Linked DNA regions of Muntiacus reevesi: region 2 is linked to region 1. A link is a contact called in public Hi-C data. All regions are on one chromosome and are shown on one strand. Each heading gives the region's core, a stretch centred on a gene start, on an enhancer-like site or on the middle of the called end of the contact. The rest is flanking DNA. Distances are from core to core; before and after follow the strand shown. Region 1 holds the start of PCSK7 (proprotein convertase subtilisin/kexin type 7). Region 2 holds the start of BUD13 (BUD13 homolog).

Evidence for each region. A called contact is a pair of places that touch in the nucleus more often than the background predicts.
Region 2: a Hi-C map of muscle shows a contact between it and region 1, with 4 times the contacts expected there. The contact joins the promoter of BUD13 here to the promoter of PCSK7 in region 1.

The regions. Positions count from the first base shown.
Region 1 is chr9:63,855,281-63,859,862 of mMunRee1.1, reverse strand. It overlaps PCSK7 (proprotein convertase subtilisin/kexin type 7), which reads right to left and starts at 2,477. Exons shown (of 17, transcript XM_065946213.1): 1 at 2,386-2,477; 2 at 530-651; 3 at 1-61. The coding sequence starts at 49. It overlaps RNF214 (ring finger protein 214), which reads left to right and starts at 2,565. Exons shown (of 15, transcript XM_065946221.1): 1 at 2,565-2,710. The coding sequence starts at 2,684.
Region 2 is chr9:64,327,975-64,332,857 of mMunRee1.1, reverse strand. It overlaps BUD13 (BUD13 homolog), which reads right to left and starts at 1,700. Exons shown (of 10, transcript XM_065944859.1): 1 at 1,547-1,700. The coding sequence starts at 1,689. ZPR1 (ZPR1 zinc finger) reads right to left here. Exons shown (of 14, transcript XM_065945237.1): 14 at 3,663-4,267. The coding sequence ends at 4,133.

The DNA of each region.
Region 1 (4,582 bases), core at 1,228-3,727:
GGCCCAGGGGGGCATCCGAGTGTGGCCCTCTCTGCCTCCCTTTCGGCATCAGAGCAGTACGCTGCGGACAAAGAGAAGGACATCAGAGGTAAGAGAGCTGATAATGGCAGGAATCTCAGGGGGCGACTGAGCACCAATGTATCACACCCGGAGACTCCTAACCCATGCTTTTTAAATCATTAAACGTGTGATCCTCTCTTTTAATTCACATTGATCTCTGACCAACAGGGATAAGCCCCTGGGGGGAGTGGGGAGCCAGCACTAAGCCTAGTGGATCCCTCCATGACATGATTATCACAAGACATGAGAGGTCTAGCTGCTAACAGGCACCACACTGCTCTTCCCCACTGTTGCCATCTTGAGCTCAGAAGTCGTATCACTCCTGCCAATTCCTGGCAGCTCCATGATTTTTCTTTAGAAGAGACCCTCCTCCCTTCTTCAGAGGGGACAGAAATCTTCCCCCAACTGACTTCTCAGACCCACCCGTGGTTTTGAGGGCTAACTTCCTGCAGTGGGGCCCCGTTCCCACCTGGACTCAGAGTGAGGCTGAGCTCCTGATCCGGTTAGCCACCTCACGCTCATTTTGTGCAAATGGAGAAAAGGCATTCCTTCCGCTGTGAGTAGCGGTGACTCTCAGCACAGAGCGCAGACCTGTAGGCCCCAAGAAAACAAGAAACGGTGTCCTCCCAAACCCAGTGGAGCATGCAGAGGCTGGGAACCTGGGATCTGTGACCAAAGAAACTGCCAATGATCACCTGCAGGAATCTCAAATAGGTCACAGACTGGAACCAAAGTGGTACAGTAAGGCCAGAGGGTACAAAACCCAGAAACCCTACTTCTCATCCTAAACATCAGGCCATCCTCTTCTCTTCTTTTCCTAGATGCCTAGAAGAGGGCTTGAACTCCTACCCAAAACTCCTCTTGAAAAAGTAGATAGGGGACTTCCCTGGTGGTCCACTGGCTATGACTCTGCGCTCCCAATGCAGGGGGCCTGGGTTCGATCCCTAGTCAGGGAACTAGATTCCACAAGCAGCAACTAAAGATCCGGCATGCCACAACTAAGACCCAGTGCAGCCAAGATAAATAATAGATAAATAAATAATAATAATAAAAGAACAAAAAAGTAGGTATTACTGCTTCTTAGAAGTCTGGGTGGCAGCTCACTTCCTGGTTTCTGTACCTGTGAAGGATGTCAGGGGAAGTAAGAGTAGGAGGAGGTGGGGGGGGGGGGGCAGAAATGGGGACAAGCCCAGAAAGCAAACAAAACTGAACAGGAATAAGAGGCAAGTGGGTGGGGTGGGGATTGGAAAGCACCAGTACAGGGCTTCCCTTAGTCACTAGCTCAGCAAGTTGTGAAGTGTTCTAAACCTGGGACCGCCACCCATGGCTTGACAGAAGGGCCAAATCAGTGGGCAAATGGAGGGACAGGGGCAGGCGAATGGGCAGTGGAACAAGTGTGTCCCTATTGGAGGCTGAGCTCCTTCAGAAGCATCTGCTGTCTAGTGGGCTGGGGTGGGGGTCACCCTGCGGCAGGGCTTAGTACCCACACACATACCCAAGTGGATCAGTCTGAAAATCTGGGTATCCTACGCAAGTCTCTTTGGAAAGGGAGGAGGGAACTTTCGCCACCTGACATTTCCCTCACCAGATCCATGTATCTCCTTCTCTCTTAGGTTCCCAGGAAAGTACCCCGCTGCTCTCCGGCAGCCTTCACTGTCCCAAGACATTCAGGTGTCCTTCCCAGTCTGCAGGCCTTAGTGAAGCAAAACCAAATTCTTGTCAGATAACTTGATAGCGACCCAACTGGGCAAGGCTCCTTCCGTCTCAGTGGAGCCCACAGATTTCCGGGAGACAGGAGATACCTGACCACCACATCCTCCAGTCCTTCTGGCAGGGCAGGACTTTACCCAGCACCTCACCTCCACCCTCGGCTTCTGGGAAAGGAACCTTAGACATCCTCTGAAAGCGGATCTCAACTTCGCCCGAACTAACTAGGCGTGTCTCTACAGCTCTTAGGTGCCAAGGAGGGCAGCCCGAGTCCAAGGTTCCTGTTCCCAAGAGGCTGTCCTCCTCCTCCTACTCTTGGGAACCTCTACAACCCGTTCCTAGAAATCAGGCTTCCTGCCAGAGGTCAGTTTCGTCGATCGCTGGCCTCCAATGCCCGGCGCAAAGGGCCCCCCTCTCCTCAGAGGACTCGCACGATCTTGGAATCCTGGACGCCGTGGCCCCTTCTCGCTGGGCTCGCGCACGCGGGGAATGAAGGCAGCCTCTGGGCAGCTCACTCACCCTCAGACAGCGGCTGCACACCCCCTGACGCCCCCGCGCCCCCCAGTTCTAGAGCACCCGGACTTCCAATGCCCCGCCGCCACCGAGTTTCCAACTCACCGGCCCGGCAGCCGCCGCCGCCGCCGCCGCCCCCTGCGGAAACTCGCGGCTCCGCGGGAGCCCGAGAAGCCGGTGACAGCAGCATCACTTCCGCCCGGAGGCGCAGCCAATCAGCGGCGGGCCCCCGGCCGGGCCGAGTGGCCAGGAGCCGCCGGCGACGTTGTGGGGGTGGGGGTGGGGGCGGCTCCTCTGGACTTCCTCCGCTGAGGAAGCGGCGTGTATGACGGCTGACCCGCCGCCCTGAGTCCTCGGGGCATCTTCAGAAGCTACCCTCTCCATAAGGCCGGTCCTCTCCCTCATGGCGTCCTCTGGACAAGGCATCTCGGTTGAGACCTTTAAAACACTTCTTCCTCTTCTTTCTCTGACCGCGATGACCCTGACTCTTGCCTCATAACTTTTCTAGAGAGGGCTTCTCCCTCCGCCACATCGCAAGTCCTTCTCGCGGTCGCCATCTCTCAAGTCCCTGCGCCCGGGAGGAATCTACTAGCATCTTAGCGCGGGGGGCGGTTTCCGCCAAGTCCGCGTCCCCCCCGCTCCCCGCCCCCGGCCCCGACCGCGCCGGCTCCGGCCGCCAGAGGGCGCCATCGGGGGCGGCGCGCGTGCCACCGCGGCCTCTCCTCTCCGGGGCCGAGGCTTGCCCCCCGCCGCTCGTGCCGCCGGAAGTGGGAGGTGTCGCGCGCGCGGGCCGGCGCTCGACCCCTCCCCCCCAGGTTCGGCCGCCCCCTCCCCCCCGCTCCGCCCGCTCAGGTGCGTCCCGTCCCTCCCACGTTCGCTCCCGGGGGCGCGGCGCGGGAGGTGTGTGAGGGGCGGGCGCGCGGGCGAGGGGCTGCGGCGCTAGGGGCGGGGGTCGAGGCTGCGGGTGGGGGGGGCGTGGAGGGAGTTGCGGGGACGGGCACGGGGGTCCCGGCCTAGAAGTGGGACGGGGGTTGGCAGCCTGACCGGGGGGCCGAGGACAAGGTGCGAAGGGGGCTGCGGCCGGCGGGGCCAGCCCCCCTGTGGAGGGCGGCCGGGACCACTCGGCGTCGCTTCTCCCCATTGTCCCTTTCGCGACCGTCCCCGGATCTCCCCCAATGACCCGTCGCTCTCGGCGTCGCCGTCTGGTTGCCGCCGGGTTGCGGTGCGAGGCTCCCCTTGGCCTCTTCGACCTAACGCCCCCCCGCTCCGGCCGCAGCCTCCTGCCAGATGTCCCCGTCCCCTTCCCCTCTGCGGCTCTCAGCCACCGAGTTGCATGTAGGACCCGTGACCTGTGGTTTTGTTGACCGGGCGCCGGGAAGCCCCAGCCCGGGCTCCGATGGGGCAGGACGTTTTGCACCTGTGCGAACAGTAATGGCGATCTGGGGCCCGTTTTTCTCCTGGGAGCCTTGCATGATGGGGAAAACTGAGGCACAGGGGGAAGATAGCCTGGGACTTAAGTGTTGACACAGGCCAGCCTCCGTGCCTGCCCTATGCGTTCTTCGCGGGTCAGGGATGTACCTGGGATGCTATTAAAATAAAAACGAGAATTTAAGCTAGCCTTATGTTACACTTCCCTCCTCCCATATTCTTTTTTATCTTTTCACCATAGAAGGCCATGAATTTGTCCTGCAACATAAAGGATGACCTTTTGATCTAAAAAAGGCCTGTGTCCCACTTCCCTTACTTAGATTACTGTTTTTCAGCTTCTCATTTTCATGCTGGAGTAACTGAGATTCTCCTACTCTTTTGCACCTCCAGTAACTCTGAAGAGTGTACTTTTCGCAGTCAGTGGTTGTCAAACTTTTCCCATCTTTGGGGAACACAGAGTAAAAGATACTTGGATTGCCCAATTAAATACTATTTTTTCTCTCCAACAAGAATACTTCCAGAAAACTTTACTTATATTAATGGAGAATGTTTTTAATGTGACAGGCATAAAATGATTTTAAAACATAAGATACCGTTGATATTAGGCCCCAAGTCACATCTTTTGTAAATGATATTAGGCAAGGTAGGTATGTGGATCATTTGGAGGATTCTCACAGTCTGTGAGACTGCATTTCTCTTAAACTGAAAAAGCTTTGCACAGGCATATATAGTGTTGTTCACACACATATATATGTGTGTAATATATGTAGTGATATATATAATGATGTTTGAGGGTTGATGTCCCTTGGGACCTATTGTGTGTCATGGCTCTTTTTATATCCTACTGAAGAATACTGTTAAATATTTTCTCCTG
Region 2 (4,883 bases), core at 451-2,950, 470 kb before region 1:
TTCTTGGAGTACTTTCATTTATCACAAAGGAAATAAATCAACTAGTTGCATAATTAGTTCTTTAAAGACTGTATCCCCATTAAACTATAAGCTCCATCAGAGCAGGGACAGTGATATCTCACTCACAGTGATATCCTCACTGTGATAGATGAAGTACTCAATAAATGTTTGTTACATGGATCAACTATGAATGAGTCCAAAGAATAATGACTGCCATGATGTAAATCGTTATTATTAACAGTTATTATTTGAAAAGCCAGATTACTAGTCACAACAACCATTTAATATAAGTGATGTAATTCAATAGTACTGTGACTTTAAAGATGAAAAAACTGAGGCTTAGAGAGATGAAATAAATACCTTGTCCAAGGCCACACAACTCATAAAGTGGCACAGCTAGGACTGAAAGACTGATCAATGTTACTTTAAAGCTCAAGACAATTTCGCTACAAGGCACTGCCTCCAGGAAATCCACACAAGTCAGAGGGGTCAGAAGACAGCAAGAATAACGCAAGAACCAAAGAGTTAACTAACTAAATGGGTTAGTTCTTTGGAACTATTTGACTTTACAGGGTATATTAGTTTCTAGAGCTGCCTAACAAAGGACCACAAACTGAGTGGCTTAAAACAACAGAAATGTATTCCCTCACAGTCTGGAGAATTCAAGTCTGAAATCAAGGTGTGTGCAAGGCAATGTCCACCAGGAAAGGTTCCAGGGAAAGATCTTTCCCTGACTCTTCCAACTTCTAGTAGCCTCTGTCGGCTGCATAAATCCAGTCCAGCCTCGGCCTCCATCTTCACCTGGTAATTTTTCCCTCTAAGCCTGTTTCCGTAGCCAAATTTCTCTTTTCTTAAAAGGACACCCGTTTATACTGGACATCTTAACTAATTATATCTGCAAAGACCCTACTTGTAAAAAGTGTCATATGCTAAGGTTCTGGTTTGGAGGGGAGGGGCAGTACTCAACCCAGTACACTAGGCCGCATAAGTTTTCTCGTTTGAACAGTGGGGATAGCAAAAATATAAACTTCTTAATAGTATTATGACTCTTAAATAAAATCATGTCTAAAGTACTCACAACGGTACCAGGCACATGACAAGAACGGTATAAACGTTAGTTGTTATTGTTGGGAGTAGGAGTAGGAGTAACAGGAAGTGAGCATAGGTCAGGACCCGAGTCCTAGGCTTAGGAGAGCCCGCACGGGCAGGTTCTGTGACGCTAATATCCCAGCACAGAGCCTTTGAATTCGTTTCACCTTTATTCTCAGGACACAATACTGACTCTCTGCGGGAGAACGGGATGCTACAAAGGCGGGAAAAGACTAATAAAAGTTACAACCCGGCCTGAACACACTGGAGATACCGCCCAGGGGCGCGAGAAGCGGCCTGAGAGGGCTCTGAGCACAGGCAGGGTCAGGCTAGCAGTCAGGGGCGCGGGGCCGCCGGGGCCGCCGGCGAGGAGCCCAGCAAGAGCCGGGCCGAGGGCGGAGCGGGAAGGTGAGGGGCGGCGGGCCGCGCGGACCCCACCCCGCCAGGGCCAACTCACCCCTTGCCGCCGGCCCCGGTAGGCTTCGGCCGCTTTTTGCGACGCTTGCGGCCGGACTCAGGGCCCCCGACGACGCCGGCATCTGCCCCAGACAAGTAACGCTTCAGGTACTCGGCCTTGGAGAGCGGTGGAGCTGCCGCCATGGCAGCGGCGGGAGGCGGGTCGGGGCTAGGGACAAAATTGGTGAACGCGAAACGGAACAGCGGCGAGCTAGAGGGCGGGGCCAGGACCGGAAGTGACGGTAGTTTGGAAGTGCTGGCCGGACAGGTGCGAGTCTTGGAATCTTGGAGGGCTGAAGAACAGGAACACGCACACTCACGGGGCCCACTCTGCATCCCCTCTGACCCGGCAATTGTGTTTCTTCTCTTCGTCCTTCCATCTGCTCAAACAACTGTGCAACAAGCGCTGTTGTGGTCGCGAGGCTACATCCATGACTCCAACAAGACTTCCCCAGCAGCTTCAGAAGCACCGTAGTAGTTAGGAACATGGGCTCTGGAGTTGCAGTCCGTTTACGTTTGAGTTCTGGCTCAGTAACTTGCTAAATGTGAGAGGCCTGGGGCAAGTTACTTGACAAAATGGGGATAATAATGACATGGAACTCAATGATTAGGTGAACTAAGATAATATTACTGTGCAAAATGTTTTGAACGGGCACATTGTGTTTTAAGTAATTTTTAATATATTTAGGAGGAGAGCAATCTTCTTTAAGGGGCTTTCAAGAGAAGAATTCAGGATTCCAAACCCAGTATAATTATGATCAAAAATATGGTAGTTTCTAACCTATGTAACTTACCCGCATTTGATACCAGTTGTCCCTAGATTTTGTGCACACTCTTCCCAATGCAAAGAACCTATTGATGTTTTCAGCATGGCAAAAGAGAGAAGCTAGAGAGAATAAATTCTAACACTCAAGTTTGGGAAGATTTTTCTTCTTGAGGTTTTAAGAGCTGTACTTGAATTATCTTATTTAACCCTCACATTTCTCACGTGGTTTTATTACCTTTACCTTACAGATAGAGAACACTGAAGCTTGGAGAGATTAAGTTGCCCAACTTCACATAGAGCTAGAACATATGACCCTTGGGACTGGAGACTAAAAAAGTGGGGTGCAAGAGGTAATCCAAATTTTTTGAAAAGTAAGTTAGATTGTATATTTTACTTATCTCACCATATGCTCAATTTTTTGGTCACTGTTTTAAGGGATATATATTAGTCAATGAGGCATTATTATACTTAATAAATAAAAACACATATCTTGGGACACAGGTTCAAAAAATATACCTGATAGAACAGGTTTGAGATTACCGCCCTGAGGCCTGAACTTTAAACCACTGGAATACTGAGTGGGCACAGCATAGGCCCAGGAAGACAAGAAGGCTGAGTCTCTCAGGGCCTGTGAGAAGGGGGCACTAGCTGGAAGGCCCCATGGGTCCATTCACACCGCCTTGGCATCTAGTCCACTTTAACATATCTCAAGCTGAACTCCACAGCCCAGCGTCCTCCCTGGTGTAAGTAGGCATTGGGAAAGTCTCACAGTTCTGCTCCAGGAATGTTACCAGTAGAATCCTCTCAACCCCATCACCTCCTGCCCATTTCTGTCTTCAGATCCACCTCCAACCATTCTACTGACTACCAAATCTTAGTCTGACAAGGCCAAGCTCAGGTCTTAAGCCTACCTCACAGGGCTCAAGGATCAAATGAATTCACAACCAGTGGCATGGCCAGAGGGGCATGGATTCAATCCCTGGTTGGCCCTTTCTCTGCAGTTCCATCTAATAAGGCAAATGCCCCCCCTTCCCTGGCACTACCCAGACCCCTTCCCTGCTTGACATTCCTCCATAACATGGTGAATCATCTGACACTGTTCTTGTGGGCTTTGACAACCCCCACCCACTCTGTCAACTCTCCCCACTACACTTGAAGCTCCATGAAAGCAGAGCTTTATTTTCTTCAGTTCTATGATGTACCTGCACAAAGCAAGCATTCGAACATCTACTGAAGGAGTGAATGAAATGCCAGCTCCACTCCCCAAGTTACAGTTGCTCCACTAGAATAAATTTTCTTCAGGAGGTTGAATTCTACCAGCATATCAAATAAGGACAGAGTGAATTCAGAGGCCAGTGCCACCATTTTAATGAGAACTTCTTCACCTGCCCTGGACTCCCTCCCCTCAGAAGACTCTTTCTGTTGAAAGTCAGTATTTTATATACCCAACCCAACTCCCAAACTCCAGATGTAGATGTCTTCCACCTTCTCCCAACTCTTCAAAATTCCAGCCCTATATGAGAGAGCACTGTGTGGAGGGAGGATAAAGACTTGAAAGGGAAAAAGTGACAATGACATGCCCGATGGTTCATTTCTGGGTTTCCATGGCAATTCAAATCCTTCAAAGTAAGGTCAAGTAACCCAAGAGGTTTGTATTTCCATCACAAACTGTTCAGAAAGTGTGCCCAGATCTCCGACTTAGACCAGGTGTCCTCCCTGCACGGGCAAGGCCTGGTAGGGGGGCAACTCCAGCCTTTTCCAAAAGCAATAAATAACCCCGTCGTCTGAGTAGCGCTGGAGGCTGGTCGGGAACCGCCACTGCTACCGCTGGGCAGGCAGCCCTGTCTCATAGCCCTCTGTCTTCATGTCGTTGAGCCCCAGCTCCTCGTTTTGGTCAAATGTGCGCTTATAGTGCTCTACCTTCATCTCAGGATCATCTTCAGGTGCATACACATTCTGCAAGGCCAAGGACAGATCATCAGTGCCTCTGCCATCCTACCATCCCCCTCCCCCTGGCAACTTCTGAATTTCCACTTTATCAAGACCTTAATGAGTTTTTATTCTTTTTTTTGCCAAGCAGCATGCAGGATCTTAGTTCCTTAACTAGGGACTGAATCCATGCCCCCTGCAATGGAAGCACAGAGTGCTAACCACTGGACCACCAGGGAATTCCCTTCATTGTTTCAAAGGGCCTTCAACACCCAACAGCTAGGCTCAGCTCATGGGCAGCAACAGAGCTCTCATGGGCTGGGAGGGGACTGCAGGGAGGAAAAGTTTCTATCTGCACCTTCTTACAAAGAAAGTAGCATACTCTAAATTGTGGAGCAATCTTAGAAAAGTTTTGCCTGATCCATAATAACTACCCAATAAATGTTAAAGTTACTATCAATCACCAGAGCATCTCCCTTGTCAGCTTAAAATTTCCCGTCCTGGCCTCTGGACGACGCACCATGTCTCCTCGCTCTGCAGCCAGATTTGCAAAATGAAAACTCCGTGTTGTACTGAGAGCTGGGACTCCAGCTAGACCGGAGGAAGGAGGGACCTGGAGCCTCCTTTTTCCCCTCTTGACACA